3 separate regions of the Sus scrofa genome follow, and all the other regions are linked to region 2. Evidence: chromatin contacts called from public HiChIP or PLAC-seq and promoter capture Hi-C data. All regions are on one chromosome and are shown on one strand. Each heading gives the region's core, a stretch centred on a gene start, on an enhancer-like site or on the middle of the called end of the contact. The rest is flanking DNA. Distances are from core to core; before and after follow the strand shown. Region 1 overlaps DGKH (diacylglycerol kinase eta). Region 2 holds the start of DGKH (diacylglycerol kinase eta). Region 3 holds the start of VWA8 (von Willebrand factor A domain-containing protein 8).

What was found. Promoter capture Hi-C pulls out the DNA fragments that hold promoters and counts their contacts. HiChIP or PLAC-seq counts read pairs in DNA pulled down with a chosen protein or histone mark.
Region 1: a contact with region 2 is called in an H3K27ac HiChIP or PLAC-seq map of alveolar macrophages. The contact joins the enhancer-like site here to the promoter of DGKH in region 2. A contact is called at or near these places in 1 of 5 promoter capture datasets (liver), 4 of 47 Hi-C or Micro-C datasets (fetal heart ventricle, fibroblasts, heart right ventricle and 1 more) and 1 of 2 datasets of contacts at active chromatin or transcription factors (alveolar macrophages).
Region 3: a promoter capture Hi-C map of fetal liver shows a contact between it and region 2, with 2.8 times the contacts expected there. The contact joins the promoter of VWA8 here to the promoter of DGKH in region 2. A contact is called at or near these places in 2 of 5 promoter capture datasets (fetal liver and liver), 3 of 47 Hi-C or Micro-C datasets (epiblast stem cells, fetal heart ventricle and liver) and 1 of 2 datasets of contacts at active chromatin or transcription factors (alveolar macrophages).

Annotation. Positions count from the first base shown.
Region 1 is chr11:24,902,742-24,905,441 of Sscrofa11.1, forward strand. All of the region lies in intron 2 of DGKH (diacylglycerol kinase eta), which reads right to left. Among named protein-coding and RNA genes, the nearest start is that of DGKH, 67 kb to the right of the region's middle. Within about 2 kb of position 1,255, at least 1 of the 83 cell types and tissues checked has an H3K27ac peak or open chromatin away from gene starts, as enhancers often do. A contact at or near this core is called in alveolar macrophages, where this site is marked.
Region 2 is chr11:24,969,591-24,972,290 of Sscrofa11.1, forward strand. DGKH (diacylglycerol kinase eta) reads right to left here and starts at 1,338. Exons shown (of 32, transcript XM_021065624.1): 1 at 1,063-1,338. The coding sequence starts at 1,122. LOC106505301 (a long non-coding RNA gene) reads right to left here. Exons shown (of 3, transcript XR_002336682.1): 3 at 1,548-2,332.
Region 3 is chr11:25,063,505-25,066,204 of Sscrofa11.1, forward strand. It overlaps VWA8 (von Willebrand factor A domain-containing protein 8), which reads left to right and starts at 1,276. Exons shown (of 48, transcript XM_021065625.1): 1 at 1,276-1,536. The coding sequence starts at 1,374. LOC106505301 (a long non-coding RNA gene) reads right to left here and starts at 1,046. Exons shown (of 3, transcript XR_002336682.1): 1 at 305-1,046.

The DNA.
Region 1 (2,700 bases), core at 5-2,504, 67 kb before region 2:
AGACAGCAGTGGGGCCAAGGGGTCACTGGTCATAGGGTCCAGCTGGTCACGGATAGGACAGGAAATGAAGTGATGCTCAGAATCTGGCCGCATCTAACCAGGAGTCCTATCTTGACCCACATGCTTATCTCAGAAAGGGCTATTAACCATGCTGGGCAAAATAGCAGCTTATTTTCTGGAATTTCTATTGTGTCTTCAATAATCTGCTCTTCAAATTCACTAGTTCTTCGCCAGTAATTATCTGGGCTCCCACTACATAGGAAACTCACTCTTAGATTTCTGCCAGTACTGTGTGAGAGGTGGGTAGGTAAGCAGATGGGTAGGTGGGCAGACAGGTATGAAGACAGGAAGGAAGAGAGGGAGGGAGGGAGGGAGGGAGGAAGGAAGGAAGAAAGTTATTTTTTTAAATCATAAACCCGGAGTTCCCGTTGTGGCTCAGTGGTTAATGAATCCAACTAGGAACCATGAGGTTGCGGGTTCGATCCCTGGCCTTGCTCAGTGGGTTAAGGATCTGGCGTTGCTGTGAGCTGTGGTGTAGGTGGCAGACGTGGCTCAGATCCTGAGTTGCTGTGTGTGGTGTAGGCCGGTGGCTACAGCTCGGATTAGACCCCTAGCCTGGGAACCTCCATATGCCACGGGAGCAGCCCTAGAAAAAGGCAAAAAGACAAAAAAATAAATAAAATAAAATCATAAACTCCACTCTAATGATGGTCTCAACTGGGCAGGGCTGATACCCCTAAAAGGATAATGCGCTTCTTGTAGATTTTTTTTAAAAGAACATCTTAATTGTTTACAAAAATGAATACAATCAAATGTCGAGTCCTTTGTGATCAGAACGGGGCAGAGTAAAAGTCAGAGATGAAGGCTGTGCACATGTCGAGGTAAAACAGTAACACACACACACACACACACACACACACGGGTTCCAAGCTTTGGTCACGACCATATGTTCCTTTATCTGGCTCCATCCCCTGTCCTCCTTGTCCTCCTCATACAGGAGCTTCCCTGCCCCACTCTATCCCTGGCCAGAAAACTTGCCTCCTCCCTCCTTGTGCTTTGCTCTTCTCTCTTTGCCTAGTAGGATACTCATTTGTTTAGATGGTCGGCACAGGGTGCAAAGCCACAGCCTGGGCGCAAATCGTGGCTCCCAGCTGACCAGTAATTTGACCTCGGGCAAATTACTTAACCTTTCGGTGCCTGAGGTCCCCAGGGCCCCACCCATGGCATATGGAAGTTCCCAGGCTAGAGGTCACATTGGAGCTCTAGCCACAGCCCACACCACAGCCACACAGTGTTGACAACAGTTCCCGGCACAGGGGGATCAGTGGATTATCAGTTGTTCTTATGATACTCTTGCTCCTGCTCTTTATGGGGCAGTAACGTCCCCAAAGGCAGGACCACATTGACTCCATCTCTGTATCCCCAATACCCAGCACCACGCTGTCACCTCAGTGGTACTTATCATTTGTTTGTTAAACTGATTTGACTGCCTTCCATCTCTGACTGTTCCCCCTCCGCCCCCCCGCCCCGCATGTCTGCTCTCAAAAGGTTAAAAACTTGTTTCACCTCGTGATGATCTCCTGGGTTACAATCTGTGCCTCCCTCTCCTTTAAACATCTTTTTTTTTTTTTTTTTTTAAAGTGATGTATAGTTGATTTACCGCATTGTGTTAGTTTCTGGTATATAGCAACGTGATTCAGTTATAGACATATAAAACTGCATCCCTGAGGATGCAGGTTCGCTCCCTGGCCTCGCTCAGGGGGCGAAGGGTCTGGTGTGGCTGCAAGCTGCAGCACAGGTTGCAGATGCAGCGTGGATCTAGGTGGCTGTGGCTGTGGTGGAGGAAGGCACCCTAGCCTGGGAACTTCTATATGCCGAAGGTATGGTCCTAAAGAGAGAAAAAAAAAAAAAAAAAAGAAAAAAGGAAGGAAGGAAGGATACTATATTCTTTTCAGATTCTCTTCCCTTATAGGTTATTACAAAATACTGAGTGTAGTTCCCTGTGCTATGCAGTAGGCCGTTGTTAGTTATCTACTTTATATAGAGCAGTGTATATACGTTAATCCCAAACTCCTAATGTATCCCTTCCTTCCTTCTTTTTTTAAAAATGTAGAACAATCTTGTTGCCTCTTCCCTTTTCTTTAGTCTCATTGGACAGCTTTCGCTCCTTCTTTATGAAAACTGCCCCTTGGCTATTTCCAAATATATCCTCGTGGCTAAATGTCTTGCGTGAACTTTTTCTCCAATTATGTCCTAAAACAAATCTCTACGTTAATTCTCAATCTTCCACGCCAGCTCCACGTACAACTGCTTACTCGACGAGATGCTATCCCCACCTGAAACTCAACGTGTACATTTTATTTCATGTCCTGTATGTCTCTGTACACTAATTTGGAAAAAACCATCAGTCTGGTCTAGGAGACCTAGATTCTAATTCTGAAAACTTCCGGGAAATAACACCCCTCCGGGTAATCTGGAATTCAATCTGGAATTCAAAATGAACTCGGCACCTTCCCTCAGCAGCTCTGCTCCTCTTCCTGGGACCCCATCTGTTAGAAGCAGCAACATTTTCCTAAGCTCACAATCCCCAAACTTCTGAACCATCTTTTATTCTCTCTTGCCTCTCAATTCCTTCGTTTGCCTTCCAAACACTCTTGACATGGGGTCTTCCTTTCTGTTCCTGCTGCCGGTGCCCAGATT
Region 2 (2,700 bases), core at 88-2,587:
GGGTACATACTAGAAAAGAAAAGGGGGAACCAAGCTTGGCACCTGACCTAGAAGCTCTCAACAGGCAGGGGGCCAGCCTGAGCAGATCCTCGGAGTTCCTGGGAAAAGAGCATCCGAACGTGTTGAACAGAACACTGGTGAGGCCAGAAATTTCGGACGAGGTTTTCCAAATAGGTTCAAGAATGTCAACCAAGACGGAACAGCAAACATCGAGGCAGGGCGGAGAGAGCCAAAATTCGATGCCAGGGAAAAGGCAGCCCACACAGGATTACAGAGCTCTGAGTGAGACGGGGATTTCGGGCTAGAATCACCGGAGGGATGTGAGATGGTTCTGACTCTCTGAGTTGGAAGAGAGGAAGTTGAAGGAGTTTGAGGGAACAAATCCCAAGCCCCCAATTCCCCCGTCCTCCTGCTCCTTACCCGCGCACACACAATGCACATGCCCACGTTACTTTCGGTCCCCCAAACTGCCCAACCTCCGCGTTTCACGGGCAGCGAAATCCTAAGCGAAATCGAGGTCAGCTTCCCGCTTCATCCCTGGCAACCCCCTCGAACCCTAGAAAAGCCCGGGGCTTTAGCGGCGAGCAGGAGGCGGAGGCGTGGTTCCCGGCTTCTAGCTGCGATCCGCCTCGCCAAGCGCGGCTCCTTAGGAACCTGCAGCGCCCAGGTGACCGCCCAGGGCGCGGTCTCAAGAGGCAAGACCTGTCTCCTCCGAGCCCTGCACGCTGACCCCCAGTCTGGGCTTCTTTTTGCCCCCTCCCTACCCACCCTCCACGCTCCGAAATCAAGGAAAAAGTTGCGAAGTCGATGAAGCACGGAAAACGGTCCTTGGAGGGCCGTGGTCAGTGGCTCGTCCGCGGCCCCTGGGGGAGAGCCTCGGCCGGCCCGGACAAAGGCGCTCCGGGCGGCGCGCGAGGAGGAGCCCGGGCGGCGGAGGAAGCGCTGTCCCGGGTGGGAAGCAGCTGGGGACCTCATCCCGGGCCATTTCCTGAACGGAACCCGGCCCGGGCGGGGGGGAGCAGAGGAGAAGTGGGAGGGGGCGGGCGCGGGCGCTGTACCCACCGGTTCCTCCCAGGCCGGGCTGCGGGCGCCGGACGCGGGGCGCACGTGCTGCGGCTCCATCGCGCCAGCCCGTGCCCGCCGGCCGCCCGGGCGCGCGGACCCGGGCCCCCGCCGCCGCCGCCGCCGCCGCCGGGGCCGCTGGATGCGCTTTCCTCGCCGCGGTCCTCTCGGCCGCTGCTGCCGCCGCCGCCCCGGCTCCCGCCCGGGGCCGGCCACCGGCCCTCCCGCGGTCTCCGGCTTCCGCCGCGCTGCGCTCTCCCGCCCCCGCGCCGGTCCCTTCCTCCACCTCCACCTCCTTCTCCTCCTCGGTCCAGCTCCGAGCGGTCCGCTCCCCGCCGCTGCCGCGCCGCCGCCGCCGCCACCGCCTCCCACCGCCGCAGAATCCGCCCCTAGCTCCTTCCTCCGCCCCCGACTCCCTCCCCTTTTCCTCCCCGCTTCCCGCCCCTCCCCCCGCCGCCCCCTCCTCCCGGCGGGCGGCCCGGGACGCACGTGACCCTCCTGTCAGGCCTTATAAGGCGCGGAACCGAAAGCGGCTGCAGGGTGGTCAGGGGCACCGGGTGGCAGTGGGGACCGGAGCGGCCTCCCCCGGGGGCCGGACGCCTAGCCGCTGTCGGGAGGACCGGGAGCGACGGGGAAAGCCCGGGCTGGGCCGGCCGACGCGCTGGCGATGGGAGCGACGGTGGCCGCGAGTCCCGGGAGAGCCTCCAGCGCCCCTCTCCGCGTCTCCCTCTCCTGCAACCCGCGCCCGCCTCCCGCCGAACGCCGGCCGCCCGCGCTGCAGGCACCTCCCCTCCTCTGGGCGCTGAGGCTTGAACAAAATCGCGCTGGACAGTAACCGACTTCGACAGAACAAGGGAGATAACTGCAGCCCAGAGCCGCTCCTGAACCAGCTGCTCCAGGGGTGGTTTATTCTTTGTGACGTTGAAAACACTGCAGCTGGCTTAGCATCTGCAAGAGGAGTTAAGATTGAGGGAATACTTCTTTTATTCGTTTTTAATGATGAACGGATTCGTGGAAAGAAACCCGGCTAGTGTGTCTTCCAATTAGACCACTACATTTAAATTAGGGGAAGGGACTGGCTCGCAGGGAGGGCTCCATAATGGCAAGTCACCTCCTTTCGCCCTTTGAAAACACGTTTCCAGTAGAGATTTCGATTATCTTTTTGGCCTCAAGGACGGTTTCCCTCTATGTCCAATCCAAGAGTGGCTTTTCCCAGGTTCTTCCCTCTCCTGGACATTCAGGCTCCTTCTAGCAGCATCTTCCCACGGCCCTTAATCATGGCAAACAAATTTATACATTTTTAAAAACACGGAAAATTTCAAAACACTTGATCCAGTCTGCCTCCAGTCCCCACCGCCTCACAGCCCAGCTCTTGGGGAGGTAAAGCCCCGTTCTCATTATTATCACATCCGTGTCTTAATCTGCCACTCATTTTCTTCTGCAAACCAACTTTGGTGCCCACTTTAAGAGGTGAGCCTGACAAAGGTCACCTGTGGCTTTCAAAATTCCCTAAATCATTTGGTTGTGTCCCCCCCCCAACTTCCTTTTTATTGAACCTGTGCACAACATTTGTCACTGGGGACCAGACTATTAGCCTTGAAACTACCCCTTCCCCTGGCCACATTGACACTTCAGTGT
Region 3 (2,700 bases), core at 26-2,525, 94 kb after region 2:
CCTCCATCAAAGCATCGCTCTGCGAAATGAGATCAAGAATTTAGCACAATGCCTGACAGGGAGCCCGGACTCAAAGTGGGAGAAGTATATTACCACCGGTGACATTCTATATTTGTCATTTCCCCCAGCAGCCTCTGAGGGGTGTGGTGAAGATTGAAATATGTGAACCCACGTTGACCTGCACTATACAAACTGTAGTTACCTTGACTTTCACTATCTCAACTAGGTTAGAAGCCTGTTTCAGCCTTAGGACAGGTTAACCGAGCTCTTAGTCCAAACTCCCCCCAGATGCACAAAGCCTTACCCAGTTGTGGTGTTGTTTTCAAGTCTCCTCCCACTTTCTTCTCAGCCTCCATGACAGGGTTATGCACATGGTAGGCGCTCCATATAGATTTAAAGATAGGAACAGCTCTGGAATTAGCAAGACCTCGACCTGAACGTGAAGCCTTCTGCATTCTTTTTGCTTGAGGTTTGTTTTGTAGTTCACTTGATTTAAACATTCTGCCTTGGTCAATTCACTCCTGATATTTTGGCGATGCAGTAGAATCAAATTTAGGCTTCGTTTGCTTTGTGATAGGACCATTTCCGCTTTGGGTAAGGATGGCAGGGACGCAGCCTTAGCCGGTAACCTACTTTTTTCTCTTCCTAAAGACATAAATTATGTTTATATAAGTCTTGCACCGCAGAAGGACTGACCACGTGGTTGATGTAGGTCCTTTTTGACATTTTGGCAGTTTCTCTATATCACTGAGATGTGGGCTGTCCATCTAGAACTTAAGGGGTGGTAATAAAACACGTAGAAAAAAATAAACAAATAAAGGTCAAGTTTTCAGGTACTGAGTGGAAACACCGGTACGGCCAAGGTCAAGTTTCCATAACCTCCAGAATACGTACTCAAGTTCTGAAAAGGGTTGAAGCAGCGTATGGGGAAAGAGCAGTGTACTAAGACAGGGCTGTTAGCCAACAATCACACCATCAAATGACAGGACTGCAAAGGAAGGGCTAGAGGCCGCCCGGGGAATTCAGGTGACAGGTCACAGGTGAGGGCGAGGCGCGCTCCGGAGCCAAGCGCCCGCCAATGGGTTGCAGGAACGACCGGAGGGGCCGGCCCGACCCGGTGCTAAACTCATTGCTCCGCCCGGCCGGCTCCCAGCCCGGCCCCGAGCACGGCTGCCGACTCCGTTCGCCCTTGTGGGCCCGGGGAGGGCCCGAGACGGCGGAGCCGGTCGCGCCGGGGGAAGGAGTTTCCGGCGGACGCGGCGCCGTACCGCTTCCTGTCCCCCTGTCCGCGCCGCCTCACGCCGCCTGTCCCGGACGCCGCTCTCCCCGGACCCCACCCCCGCCTCGCAGTGCTCAGCGACGTCCCAGGCCCCATGCAATCCCGGCTTCTGCTCCTTGGGGCGCCCGGCGGCCGCGGCAGCCCGGCCGCGCGGCGCGTGCGGCTGCTCCTGCGGCAGGTGTTCTGGGGCGGACCCGGCAGCGACGCGCGGCGCTTGGACGTCAGGCTGCTGCACGCAGGGGCGGGGGCCGACAAAGGTAACCCCGGACGCCTTGCCGCCTTGCAGTCCCCGCGGGGCCCCCGCTCCCCCCTCCTTGCGGCTTCACTGGCTCCAGGCGCCGGGAGCCTGGAGGTTAAGAGTCTAGTCTCCACCTCGTCGCTAACTGCTGTGTAACGTGGGGCCGGGCGCTTGCACTCTCTGAGCCTCTTTCTGTAACCCGAGGGAACTGGATTTAGGGTTCTGATGCCTTGGAATAGTGCTTTCTCTTTCCCCCACTGCTGCTTTCACCCTCGGAGTTCTCACTGAGATTGTAGTACACGCAGAGGTTAATCCAGCAGTCCTTAGAAGATGTTGAAAGCTGGACTTGACCTTGCCCTCTGAGTCCGAAGGGCCTGAAAGTCGCTCTGTGCCTTGTTCCAGCCAGCACTTGTGGTGGCTTAGAAGTGTCCATTCTCGAGGAAGAACCTCTCATTATGTTTTAAATGTATTCATGAGCCTTTCCAAGTTTTACTTGGAGTTTTCTTTTCTCATTGGTTCGCATCTTAGAGCTGAAAACCACAACTTTAGTTAAAACCCCTCACTCTACATTTGAGGTATTTGAAACCCAGAATGGAAAAGTGACTTGCTGAACACAGCGAATAGTGACTGCACTAGAGTCGTATGCTCTCATTTCAAAGCTCAGTATTTCTTGGCTCTGCCTGAGCTGGTGTGTGTGCGTGCGCGCGCGCTGGAATTGGAACGCTTGTGCCGGTTAAGGGAAAGGGTTATGTTGTTGGTGCCGCTTGAAGGGCAAGATGAGTCTAGGCAAGATTTTGTCAATGTCATTATCGCTTAGAATAACGGAGGTTTTCACCGTGAAATTGCTAGGTTCATTCTTCCACTTGGTCCCTCACACTCCAATAATTTTTCTTGTCAGGAAATGAGAGAGTTTAAGTCCCATTCATTTCATTTCATTCATTCATTGAACAAATATCTATTGTTTTTTTCTCTTTCCTGTATAGAGTTCTGACTTCAGATTTTGCCCCTTTATTTTATCAATTATTATGCTTCTAAGGTGTTTGTTTATTCTTTTTTTTTTTTTTTTTTATCTTTGAGTTTTTGTTTGTTTTTGCCCCTTTGTTCTAAAAGGCACAGGTCAAGGGTGGAAGTGTAGCGTAATCCAAACCTTGGGCTTGGAGTTAAACAGTCTGGGTTGGAGCCC